Regions from separate parts of the Arabidopsis thaliana genome. Here region 1 is linked to region 2. Evidence: chromatin contacts called from public ChIA-PET data. All regions are on one chromosome and are shown on one strand. Each heading gives the region's core, a stretch centred on a gene start, on an enhancer-like site or on the middle of the called end of the contact. The rest is flanking DNA. Distances are from core to core; before and after follow the strand shown. Region 1 holds the start of NUDT17 (nudix hydrolase homolog 17). Region 2 holds the start of RGA1 (GRAS family transcription factor family protein).

Evidence for each region. ChIA-PET counts read pairs in DNA pulled down with a chosen protein or histone mark.
Region 1: a contact with region 2 is called in an H3K4me3 ChIA-PET map of shoot, with 10 read pairs. The contact joins the promoter of NUDT17 here to the promoter of RGA1 in region 2. A contact is called at or near these places in 6 of 26 Hi-C or Micro-C datasets (leaf, root, seed embryo and 2 more) and 1 of 2 datasets of contacts at active chromatin or transcription factors (shoot).

What each region holds. Positions count from the first base shown.
Region 1 is chr2:294,714-301,683 of TAIR10.1, reverse strand. NUDT17 (nudix hydrolase homolog 17) reads left to right here and starts at 3,469. Exons shown (of 5, transcript NM_126228.5): 1 at 3,469-3,951; 2 at 4,053-4,158; 3 at 4,254-4,337; 4 at 4,432-4,560; 5 at 4,652-5,319. The coding sequence starts at 3,866. The coding sequence ends at 4,795. It overlaps AT2G01667, which reads right to left and starts at 6,229. Exons shown (of 1, transcript NM_001124777.1): 1 at 6,128-6,229. The coding sequence starts at 6,229. The coding sequence ends at 6,128.
Region 2 is chr2:253,453-260,382 of TAIR10.1, reverse strand. It overlaps RGA1 (GRAS family transcription factor family protein), which reads left to right and starts at 2,815. Exons shown (of 1, transcript NM_126218.3): 1 at 2,815-5,136. The coding sequence starts at 3,039. The coding sequence ends at 4,802. It overlaps AT2G04015 (a long non-coding RNA gene), which reads right to left and starts at 1,385. Exons shown (of 1, transcript NR_139982.1): 1 at 1,058-1,385.

The DNA.
Region 1 (6,970 bases), core at 2,220-4,719, 41 kb before region 2:
TACTAAAAATATGAAAAAATAAAATTACCATAAAAACTAGTGTACACAAAGGTCAAAATCTTATTTACATTTGTAATTAGGATCTATATTTCAAAAAATTGAACATGGACCATAATTGTTTTTGCTATTTTTGAGCTGGCCTGTTTTTGCTATTGGTAAATGGTGGTTTAGTTAATTATTGCATAACAAATTGAACTTGCATCTTTAAGTTCGGTGCGAAAACTTAGATTATTCAGAAATATGTTTTTTTTTAAATCGAAAATAAAAATAAATTAATTATAATGCCATATTGTCGATCTATAATCCCATGATACCCTCGTGGTCGTGTCTATTTCCTAATTTTTAGGAAATTATTCTCATATCCATAATTTCAGCCAAAAATAAGAATTCAATTATATTTTGCTAAATATTCCAACAAACAAATGTGTTTGTAATAAAGTCGCATGGAATCCATATATATTAGGGCAAGCAAAAAATGAGAATGATATTAATCTTTATAAAAAAAAGACATCAAATGATCATTGATTAATGATTATTAAGACTATTTTCTGTCCATGTAAATTTGTAAGCGAGTGTCTTAATGTCTTTGTGGCTGAGAGAAACATATTGTGCGGCGGTATCTCTATCTCTGACCAATTATATTCCATTTATGGTTGTCATAGTTTATCCAGAGAAGTAGCTTCGAATTTGATTATGTTTTTCGTATTTTGTAGACACACAATTTAACCGGTAACAAAATATTTCGGCGTGTGTTTTGGATTGGCATATTAGAATTTTCGCATAGCTATAAAGTTTTGAATAGTATTACACTTTTAGTTATCCATCACCAAGTGGGGCTCTTCTAATCTACTTGCCATTTGTAGTAACATAATTTAATGATTTGATGTGCGTCGTTTGTCTTATATTTAGCCTGATATTGTGAAAAAGAATAAATTATTCCTCAAACTTATCTATATATATAGCAAACCAATATAATATTATATCGTTAAAAATTGTTATATAGACGATTAATAAGCTTAATGAATATGATTAATTGAAACTTTGACAATTTTGAATTATATATTTTTAGTTATTATTAGAACACAGAAGAACCATGATGCGTAATATAGGTCATTATTATGCGTTAAGTTTCATGTGTCGTGATGAAAGAAAATCCTTTTTGGGTGACTAAAGAGGAAAGATTCTAAATCGGTGGCTAAAATGTAATTATGATGGTTGAACCATTAAAACAATTCATATCGACACATTTGCAGGAAGGTTTCATATTCGATAATTCTAACTTCTTCTTTCTTATGCACCCGATTAGTCTAACTTACAATAATAGTTTTATCTAGAAATTCATTGAACCTTTATGGTGCATTTAGTTTATATGTCTATGTTATTATACCTACTCAACCATGAAGATTGTTTGTTTTCGTATTTTTCTACGATCTGATTTGACAATTAGACTTACAAAATTATCAACTAAATAGAAGCTTTGTTCAAAAAATCGGATAGAGTCCGCAGCGATTTTGTCCAAATCAGAAAGATTAATCGTTTATCCGATTTTTGTCCGTATAGATCCGCTAGACCCGCTTAATATATATATATATATATATATATATATATATATATAAGTTTTATATTAAAATATCCAACTTATATTCGTAATTTATATGAAAAATTATAAATTTGAACCTAAAACCTTATTTTCATATGTCTAATATTATTTTAAAAATAATATTATATAAATTTCTTAATTATAATGGATTAATATGTTTTAAAAATATTAAACAACCCTAAAACTAATCCACGATTAATCCCCCTATAATCTCCTATTTTCCTGCTAGACGCTATGTCCACTCTCACCACCCGAGTAGCACCTAGCGATTTTTTGAACAAGGAATAGAAGTAATGAGAACATTAAATTGTTTATCAATTTGAAGTAACCACATTAGGTTTTAGTTTAAGTGAACTAAAGGCATCGGTAGGTCCTATTTTTGTGTCGTATTGTATGTTCCATGCATGATGCATGGGGCTATATATATCGTAGTCAAACAAGAACCTAATATAATCAAATTCGACCCATGAGGTTGGTATATAATAGGGAGCAAAAATATGAATCTTCTTGGATTAAAAACCGGTCCAAACCACGCCTTATACATTAGGAGTTTTATATTGAATAAAACGATCGGATTACTTGTAATATATGCAACGACTGCATCACTCTCAGGTAAGAAAAAAACGTAGATACATCGAACATACATCAAACGCAGACGCGTTCACTAACCGCGATTCAAACACGCACTTGATCGATCTAGGACATAGGTTAGGAGGCGTCGACTCACGTGACCATGTCTCTTCCAAAGTCAACATAAATGTGCCGCGTAAGGATAGAGACTACTTTTGTTGTTGTTTTACTACGTTTCTAATTTTATACTAAATTTTACGTGTTTAATTATTAACCTAATGGCTAAATGTCTCTAGTTATTAACCAATTAAACCCTACAAATCGAGAGACCACGAAACGACAGAGAAACCCCTTAAACACTTTGACAGAGACAACGTCCAATTATTAATTACGTTGAATTATTGGCCTTTATGCCTTAAATTGATTCTCTTACTACTTCTTAATTTTGTTGACCTACCAATATATATTTACAAAGTTGTATCATCGGGCGTTTAATGTTGAAACCCATGCTACTATTATTAATCTGCACTACCACGTAAATTTTGCAGTAAGAGCTAATGAAACAAAAAAAAATACTATTGACTAATAAGTAATAAATGACCATAGCTCAATTTGTTTACTAAATACCTCAACTTGTAGCATTATTCTATAGAGTATCATATAGTGTTAAAAGTGTACTGATGCACGCAAATATGTCGTTAAGTTAAATGATACACAGAAAAATTGCTCCACACTTGCAATACGAAGTGTTTTTTAATTATAATCCAAAATTTTGTTGGTTTGTCCTCATTATTTAATATCTAACACTTGTTATTTGGGTCTACACCCGAAATTTACAAACTAATCGAATTATTTCCCATATGAATTATAAAATATATATGATGGAAATAAGCAATTAAGCATGATCAAATCATCATCATATTTGGATTTATTAAGGGATAGACATAAACTTTAAACTAAATTTCCGAGTATATAAAACACTAAAGTATAAAATCAGATCCGTGTGCTGAAATTATTATTTGTGAAACAAAATTGATATTTTAATGAATAATGATGTAATAAAGGTTTTTTTTTTTTGTTAAAGATGTAATAAAGGTTATGAGATGAGATCATTGATAATTTGATAAACATATGTCTACAATATTTAACATAAATTAACTAAAAATGGATATGATAGAGAAGGGATAAATTTATAATTTATATTTACGAAATGAGATAAATTTAGACTTGTAGCTATGCTTATTGGTACTTAAAATTAACATACATTTTTCTTTTAAAAAACCCCAACATTAGCTTTAGCTTCTCGACCAATGATGAAAATTCCAAGAAAAGAAAGAAACATTCATAATTGTTTTTTTTTCAAACAAAAAAAAAGAGCGGCCGTTTTATTATAAAAAGAAGATAAGCTATTGGAGGTTGATACAACGCTTTTTGTCTCATCTCCTTCTTCTTCTCCTTCTCAAATCTTTTTTTTCAGGCGTAACGAATCGAATCATAAACACTTACGCAGAAACAAAAACTAAACTTTGGATCTTTTAACCGACCATAGAGATTCGTGGGTTCTTCTTAGTTTCGACAGATTCTTGATCCGTTTTAGTTGTTACGCTCATCTTTGCTTTTATACATCAGACCCTTCTCTTCTCTTCCTTCTTTATCTAAGAAACATTAGGGTTCTTTGAAATCTTGCTAAAAAAAATGGGTGTTGAGAAAATGGTGTGTTTAGCTTCTCGTACGGGTCGTCAGTTTCAGAGATACAACAAAGGTCGTCGTCAAGTCGTTGGGTACGTTCTTCTTCATATACATACATATAGATCTGATCTCACATATTTTACCCAAAAAAGTTGAGTTTCTAAAATGGTAAATTTTTGGGGAAATTTTGCAGATGTGTTCCTTACAGATTCAAGCTATCTAATGATGGTAAAATAAGTGATGAAGTAGAAGTTCTTGTTATCTCTTCCCAAAAAGGCCACGCCTTAATGTTCCCCAAGGTATTATAATCATCTTCTTATAAATATTAAAGTTTGATGAGCTAGATTTGAAATTTCATAGATATTGATTGTGATTTTTTACAAATAAATTTCAGGGTGGTTGGGAGCTTGATGAATCTGTAGAAGAAGCTGCATCAAGAGAATGTCTTGAAGAAGCTGGAGTTCTTGGCAACGTTGAGGTATTTTAAAGTTAAAATCTTTTTGTTGTTATGTTTTGTTTGATATTTGTTGTATTGTTTTGTTCTTAATTTTGTTTGGTTTTGATTATTTCAGCACCAACTTGGAAAATGGGATTTTTTAAGCAAAAGCAGAGGAACATACTATGAAGGACTAATGTTCCCTATGCTTGTTACAGAACAACTTGAGCTTTGGCCTGAACAACATGTTAGGCAAAGAATCTGGGTCAGTAGCTAAATAAAACTATGTTTTCTTTAGATATTTTGTAACATATCTAGTGTTTTACTGATTGATATGAATTTATTGGGGACAACAGATGAATGTAACCGAAGCAAGAGAAGCTTGTAGAGATTGGTGGATGAAAGAAGCATTAGATGTTTTGGTTGAGAGACTTTCATCACCAATGAATCAACCAAAGGAAGAGAAGACTATGTCAATCTCTATTGAAACAATGTGTTGATGATGAAGCTGATGATTGCTAAATTGCTGATTGTTGATGGGAGTTTTTATGAGCTAATATGGATCTCTGTAGGTATTAAATAGATGGGTCTCAATTAGTTATTGAGACGGCTAAAAAAATCTATTTCGAAAAGCCGATGCAGAGAGCATGGACAAAGAAAAAGATGGTAGAGTTTTAAGTTTTGGATCAGAAAGATTAACATCATGTGATTTAAGAAGTCTTGTGTTTGTGTTTATAATGTTTCTGCAAGAACTTCTTAAGATATGATTAAGAGGGAAGATGATAAACTTAGAGTGCAAGCAAAACCTGTATAATTGTGTTTCCCTCTGTTTATTTTTCCTCTCTCTTTGAATTTGCAATGGAGACATTTGATTTCATCATGATGCTTTTGTGATTCAGAGATACTTAAATTATGCAAGTAGATGATACGTGGCGTGATGTGATTGATTTACAAGAAACAAAGCAAGAATAAGTTACTCTAATCATATGAAAAAAAAAACATGTCATTTTCAAAATTTATTATGAAAATATAAAATAATGTTGATGACGAGTCATCATCATCAAAATTGGCTTTATCTTTTGGAAAATCTTTGGTTCACATTTTGAGTAACTTGTTTTTTCCCAGCTACCTACCTATTCATTGTCACCAACCAACATCTTAGCCATGTAGTTAGATGGTATTAATTACTATTATTATCATAACAAGATTGTTTGCTTAAAAAAAAAAACTTAAGGTCGTAATAAAAAAAAAACAATATTTGGTAGTGTTGATTTTAGTCCCATTAATTTTGGGAAAATGTGAAAAATCCATGACTTAAACTTAACTACATAGGTTTGCCCAAATAAATAAAAACTTAACTCTATTTCTGGAAGCCTCTTTGGTCTAGTGGTTGACAAAGAGTTTTGATTAATTCTTATGTTTTATTAGTTCATTTGAAGAATTAAATTAGTTATATTTTTATTTTCATTTTAATAGCAGCTAATTTGTTCTTTTTACTAATATAACATATGTAAAGAAGTAATTTATCACATTTTTCTAATAAATATTTTTAAAATTTTGTATATTGAATTATTTATGTTTCTGTTCGTTAAAGCTTTTTCGTTACTAGTCATTTTTAATATTCATTCACATATTTGCTTTAATTTTATCAAATTGATGAGTTTTGAATAAAATTTGGATTGTGCCATGTCGTGAGTCTGTGATCAGCTCCATTTGGGTGAGGCTTGTTATTTAAATTTGGGCATATTCACATGAATCAAAGTCATATAAAGTTTTCTTATTTATTTCCCAAACAATGAATCAACAGAGAAATGTTTTTAAATTACATAGGATTAAACGATGCCATTCGCTGGTGGGCTGTCGTGGCCTCTTCCTCTATGACTTGGCCCACTATCGTTTATGGATTCTACTGTCGCCTCCATTCCAAAATACATTTCGGCTATCACAAAAAGATTTTGTACGTAGTGAGAAATATACAATTAATTATAATATTCATATGCTACCTTCAAATTAAAGTTGAAAAAGAAGAGATGAACCCATTGTATAGATTGGGGATACTTTAAATCTTTGAAAGAAAAAAATATAAATTGTGTTTTGAATAATAACATAAGCATTAATAATAAGAAAATGTGAATTAGGTTCTTATGAGGTAAGATCGTATTACCAGGGGAAATACGGCTAGGAACAGTATATGAAATGTCATCTTTCATCGCCATATTAAGGTTCTGGTTCATCATTTCCGCCGATTGCAACCTTATACCTTCAACAGAAGTTTCAAAATGCATTGAAAACACCAAAAATATGGTACAAATGGTGAAAACAGTTGAACAATTCATAGTGCTAGTTTTAAGGTCAAAGATTAAAATTGTTGAGTTGTATTGATGAAAAAATTAGTATAGATCAAATTGGGTTACTACTATGTTATATAATGGATTAAAAATACTTTCTTCTAATTGGAGTTAAATTTTGATTTATCTATTTTTGGACAATAATTTTAGGTATTAAATTTTTTATTTTATTTTATTTATTTGCCAAAGATTGCAAGTAGTAGAATTAATTGATTTGATTAAGTAAATATGACAGCTAGATACACTCTTTGCATGTAATTAAAAATTAAAAAATTGAAATTTTAATTTATTACAAGATTTTGATATCAACCACTTTTAGAGAAAGAG
Region 2 (6,930 bases), core at 1,566-4,065:
CTCTTAATTAATATTAGAAAGTATAATGTAAATGGTTTTATAAATCGAAAAGACACCTGGTCAATATTTATGCTTGCTCGGTATCATTGTTTTCATTATTATTTACCCAAATCTTATGTGGTGTATCAAATCTAAGGTGATTAAGTAAATCACAAACAATACAATGTATCCGCGAACGAAAAATCATAAATAATACGTAGTTGGCAAAGAAAAAACACGATAATACGTGTATTATGAACTAATGGTGATTCGTTCAGATTTGCAGGTCGATGAATTCTCATGCACATATACAATAATTAGATCACATATAACAAACATTGTGCAATCGATATCATAAACACAGATTTGCGATTCATGCACGTATAACTCTTATAAAAAAATCTAAGCTAGTATACAATTGTTTGACGTATATAACCCAAACGATTCAAATATGCTCAGACCAAATCAATGTCGTATATGTTCAAAACTCACGCACCAGAACGATCTAGCTCCACAACACACTTTGAATCTTTGATCATTATAACCTCATCCATCTATAGTTCTATTATTCTATAATCTATACCATACAGCTCCATAAGAATAACATGACTATCTAGATCGTCATTAATGGCTGTTTGTGTATAGCATTTTTGCTAAAATGTTTTTAGTTCATAACCTTCAATTCTGAAAGTGCGACTTTTGCCAAAGAAAACCTATATCGTAATTTAAAAAAAAACAAAAATATAAATTCGATTTTGACACCTTGAAAACTATATATTACGAGGTGTACGACTACGAGTAACTAGTAATTGACTTTTTATAGGGGAGTGATGTTTGCTAGAAATTGTGGAAAAGTTATGGATATTTGAGTTATCACTGAAAAATATGTTTATAAAAAATGGAGAAGACTTAAAATATAACATTTTTAAAAATATTATGTACAGAAACAAAACCATGGTTTTGCATGGAAGAAATAACAAAATTAATATGAACCCAAAAAAAAAAAAAAAAAAAAAGTGAATTTAATGATAAATAGTTAAAGAAAGTGACGTAACATGACAATATAACATGTAACAAATGGATAGAGATGAAATTAAAAAAAACGGATCCGTAAAAACGGCCGTCAAGATGAAGGAAGCAGACTCGGTCCCTACCGTTTTAGATCTAATAATAATAGGACACGTGTTCAAATCTCATGAATTTTAGTAGAGACCACAAAAGTTCCAACCGCGTATAGTTATTGAAAGCTATATTGTGGGACCCATTAACACGTGGATCCATCACGTGCTGTCAGTTTGAGTTTCCTGAAGGATACAAATGAATATATTCTTTTCTTTTTAATACAGTTGATAGAAAGAGGCCGTTAATGACGGCGTTAAGCAATGTAACGGGAATCTCTTTGAATGATTTGACGTCGACGGACGCCGGCTGTTATGCTTAAAAACGGGTTTTCTTGTCACACCATTTTTTTTGCCTTTAATTAATTGTATTTCGAGCTATGAATGCTTAGTAATATTACACTATTAGGTTTTGTTTGCTTGATGATTTTTTTATATAGTCGGAACTTTAATATTGTCATCAAATATCATTAAATTTAATGTTTTCATTCGTGTTTTATTTAGTTTTTGTTGTTTTCGTAAGTTTTAAGTGGCTAGTTATATTTTTTATTTAGACTTTGACAGTAACAGTAGATTAGCATAAGCCTAAGTTAACTTTGTCAAGTTAAAAAGATCGAAGATACAACATCTGAAATCTCGATATATATTTATTATTATTATGAAAGCTTTTAAAATTATATGCATCTTGGAAATTAGAAGAAAAAATATGACCTAATTAACGTTTAATACTTGAAAGTTACTTCTATAAAAGAGAACTCGAAAATTGAAAATACATTGGTCCGATGATTTTTCAATACCCAATTATAGAATCCCTTTTAGAGATTTTTTTTTGTACATAAACTGAACCTGTAGGACTTAAAGTTACTGTAAAATTACTAGTACTGTACTTTTGTTAAAACCAAAATTTACTATTCTTTTATCTGATCATACGCAATTTTAGATTTATGTTTTCGATGGCTGAGCTTCAAACAACTTGTTGGAAAAAATAAAATAATAATCTCTTACAATTCAAAATGTGATTATATATCATTATTTTTTTACATCCAAGACATATGGTTAAATTATTATTACCATAAAGAAACTGGGAAGTAAAACAGTATCATGCTATCATGAAGTGAGTTCAGCTTTTTAAGTTGAATTTAATTATCCTCTGAAAAAGAGCATCTTCAGTTCTTCCATCAAAAGAATCAACTAAAAAGCCCTAAATCTCCTATTTTATAGATTTGACAAAAGTTTAATGATTCTCTTAGACTTGTAATTACTTTCTTCATCAATTAAACTAAAATTATTATATAGTTAAAAAAACAAACTCATAATATATCTATTCAGTAGATCCACAATTTTTTATATTACTCCATCAGATCTTGTAAATCAAAACAAAAAAATACACATCACAATGAATGTAAATATCACTTCAAATATACAGAAATTCTAAATGTTTTTACACACTTTATTTTTTTTTACGTATATGAAAATAAAAATAAAATTAGTAATGTGTGTTGTAATTTCACAGCCTTATCACTTTAGATGTGTATGTATGTTACTCTTTCTGGTACATTATTCATTGGTCGTCGAGCCCCATCACCACCATTCTTTTTCTTTTCTTTTTTTAATTTTCATCCAGAATAAATATCTTTTTATTTTAATAAATTTATATTTTCTGGTAAATAAAATAAATATTTTTTGAGAAATTTTTTTATTATTATTTTGAGAAATTATTATTATTAGTTCTGGTATGAATGATGATTGAAGTGGTAGTAGCAGTGAAAAACAAAAGCAATCCAATCCCAAACCCATTTGCTCTTAAGATTCTTCACATAGAGAAGTCACATGTTCCTTCTTCTTCTTCCTTCATCATCCCCAAACACACACAAACTAAAAAAAAGGCAAAACCCTAGATCCAAGATCAGACCTAATCTAATCGAAACTCATAGCTGAAAAATGAAGAGAGATCATCACCAATTCCAAGGTCGATTGTCCAACCACGGGACTTCTTCTTCATCATCATCAATCTCTAAAGATAAGATGATGATGGTGAAAAAAGAAGAAGACGGTGGAGGTAACATGGACGACGAGCTTCTCGCTGTTTTAGGTTACAAAGTTAGGTCATCGGAGATGGCGGAGGTTGCTTTGAAACTCGAACAATTAGAGACGATGATGAGTAATGTTCAAGAAGATGGTTTATCTCATCTCGCGACGGATACTGTTCATTATAATCCGTCGGAGCTTTATTCTTGGCTTGATAATATGCTCTCTGAGCTTAATCCTCCTCCTCTTCCGGCGAGTTCTAACGGTTTAGATCCGGTTCTTCCTTCGCCGGAGATTTGTGGTTTTCCGGCTTCGGATTATGACCTTAAAGTCATTCCCGGAAACGCGATTTATCAGTTTCCGGCGATTGATTCTTCGTCTTCGTCGAATAATCAGAACAAGCGTTTGAAATCATGCTCGAGTCCTGATTCTATGGTTACATCGACTTCGACGGGTACGCAGATTGGTGGAGTCATAGGAACGACGGTGACGACAACCACCACGACAACGACGGCGGCGGGTGAGTCAACTCGTTCTGTTATCCTGGTTGACTCGCAAGAGAACGGTGTTCGTTTAGTCCACGCGCTTATGGCTTGTGCAGAAGCAATCCAGCAGAACAATTTGACTCTAGCGGAAGCTCTTGTGAAGCAAATCGGATGCTTAGCTGTGTCTCAAGCCGGAGCTATGAGAAAAGTGGCTACTTACTTCGCCGAAGCTTTAGCGCGGCGGATCTACCGTCTCTCTCCGCCGCAGAATCAGATCGATCATTGTCTCTCCGATACTCTTCAGATGCACTTTTACGAGACTTGTCCTTATCTTAAATTCGCTCACTTCACGGCGAACCAAGCGATTCTCGAAGCTTTTGAAGGTAAGAAGAGAGTACACGTCATTGATTTCTCGATGAACCAAGGTCTTCAATGGCCTGCACTTATGCAAGCTCTTGCGCTTCGAGAAGGAGGTCCTCCAACTTTCCGGTTAACCGGAATTGGTCCACCGGCGCCGGATAATTCTGATCATCTTCATGAAGTTGGTTGTAAATTAGCTCAGCTTGCGGAGGCGATTCACGTAGAATTCGAATACCGTGGATTCGTTGCTAACAGCTTAGCCGATCTCGATGCTTCGATGCTTGAGCTTAGACCGAGCGATACGGAAGCTGTTGCGGTGAACTCTGTTTTTGAGCTACATAAGCTCTTAGGTCGTCCCGGTGGGATAGAGAAAGTTCTCGGCGTTGTGAAACAGATTAAACCGGTGATTTTCACGGTGGTTGAGCAAGAATCGAACCATAACGGACCGGTTTTCTTAGACCGGTTTACTGAATCGTTACATTATTATTCGACTCTGTTTGATTCGTTGGAAGGAGTTCCGAATAGTCAAGACAAAGTCATGTCTGAAGTTTACTTAGGGAAACAGATTTGTAATCTGGTGGCTTGTGAAGGTCCTGACAGAGTCGAGAGACACGAAACGTTGAGTCAATGGGGAAACCGGTTTGGTTCGTCCGGTTTAGCGCCGGCACATCTTGGGTCTAACGCGTTTAAGCAAGCGAGTATGCTTTTGTCTGTGTTTAATAGTGGCCAAGGTTATCGTGTGGAGGAGAGTAATGGATGTTTGATGTTGGGTTGGCACACTCGTCCACTCATTACCACCTCCGCTTGGAAACTCTCGACGGCGGCGTACTGAGTTTGACTCGAAGCATACGACGGTGGTGGAGTCGAGTCGAGTGAATTTGAGATTGAGATCAGTGGACCGGTGATGACATATGTTCGGACCAAGACCTAAACCGAACTGAATCGAACCGTTTTGCCTTTTGTTTATTTTATTTATTTTCGTTCACTTGTTTAAAATTCTTATATATATCGTTTTGGTAGGTCATTTTTAATTTATGCCTTTTTGGGATCAATTTTTAATAGGCTGAGTTTGTATTTATTAATAAATTATCTTTATGAATTTTAAACTAAAACTATGTTTTAATCTCATTTAAAAAAAAATTAATATCAAGTTTTATTAATCTCAATTTCTTGGCAAAATAATTTTTTTTTATCGACTTCACTAAGTATGAACAGTAATAAACTAATAATTAGTGAATTTAGATATTTCTAATTTGTTAATGAGGTTTATTTTATAAAGTAAAGTTGAGAAAGAGAAAGGGATGATAGTGAGTTATAACTATTGTTACAAAGAGTACTAACTACTAAGCGATAATTTCATGAAAAAGGTTTTGATACTTTTTTTAGTGGAGTGTGATTTAACAATTTTGGCTCATATTTTTAACTAATTTCTCATTGGCTGTAATCATATCGAAAAGCCAAAGTTTATGAATTGTGGTGAAGAATATAGTAAATATTTATTTAGATCGACACATCAACTTTTAGATCCGATGTTTTAATCTTTAGAAATGTTTAGTATTTTCTAATTGCAGGCGTATGTAACTTATTAATGTTAAACAAACCCTCGTGTAGTCTCGTAGACTCTCATAGGAGATATATATTAAAGTCTATAACCTGGTCTAGATGTATAGTTTATGTGTAATTAGTACATGATATTTTTATAAACCGCCGGAACAACTTTTGAAATAAGATAATCTCCTAAGTATTTTAAATGAGCTCGAATTATTTTTAGTTAGAGGATTATTATAATTAAGGTTCCAGAAATTAGTAGAAGCTCAGTCTTAAAAGTATTGAACCGACCTATCAAAAATTTAAATCAATAATCTCAGTTTTTTTTTGCCATATACATTTATTATTTATTATAAATTATGAAAATTGTTACATAGACGATTTTACTACGAACAATTTTTTCTAATCTTTATTAGATTCACGATAGACCACACATTATTCTTCTTCTTCATGTGATTGATGGACACTTTCAATATCTTCTCTGTGTAAAATCTTAACGAATGGTTAGAATTGTATTTTGTTGTAGATCTCTTGCATACTTACCTCCATTAATCTGCAAATTTGCTAATATATCGCAGTAATTGAAATTCAAACCTCTACTTTTTGGTATAGAAACATTAATGAACCCTTCGTCAATTATTGGACCAAAGGAGCTTCCACTAATCTTGATTAATAATGAATAATAATCCACATTTTTTAATCACTGATGTAGAATTATTAATCTTATCTTATAAAAATGCGATTTTAATTAGATACAAAAGAAAGGTCCCACATGCATGAAATGCTTTTTAACCACCAAGTTGCCAACTTGCATGTGTATGTTCAAATTCTCCATTGACCCACGCTTGATTTTAAACAAATATTTCTTTCATATCGAGTTTCAAGTTTTTTATATCATAGGGTCCATATTTTAATCGATCATTGTCCTTTCAAATATTTCATCACAGAGTATACTATTATAAATTTATAATTTCATCTCCATATAGAAACATAGAAACATTGAATTTCAGAATTTCTGCAATTATTTCTCTGCAAGATTCGATTTTCTACATTTTTATAATAGTGTGAATCGAATTTTCATTTAATATTATTTGTGTAATAACTTTGATAGGAAATAAAGAAGTTTTTTAAAAACAAAACAAATCTTTAAACCCGATATAACAACCCTGTCAAGATCGCATCACCATTCTAATCTCTAATTTACTTACACCATATGATCATTTTTTGCATAAGAAAATATTTGAAAACGATCCATTGATTTGTGTGTAACGTCAGAAATTTATTTGGGACAGTAGGCGGACCAGATTAAATAATGCCACTTTCTTTTTTTTGGGTTTTTAAATATACTACTCACCTTTCTATTTATATCTTTTAATTATAACTTTGTAAGACATACGGGTTACATTTTATAG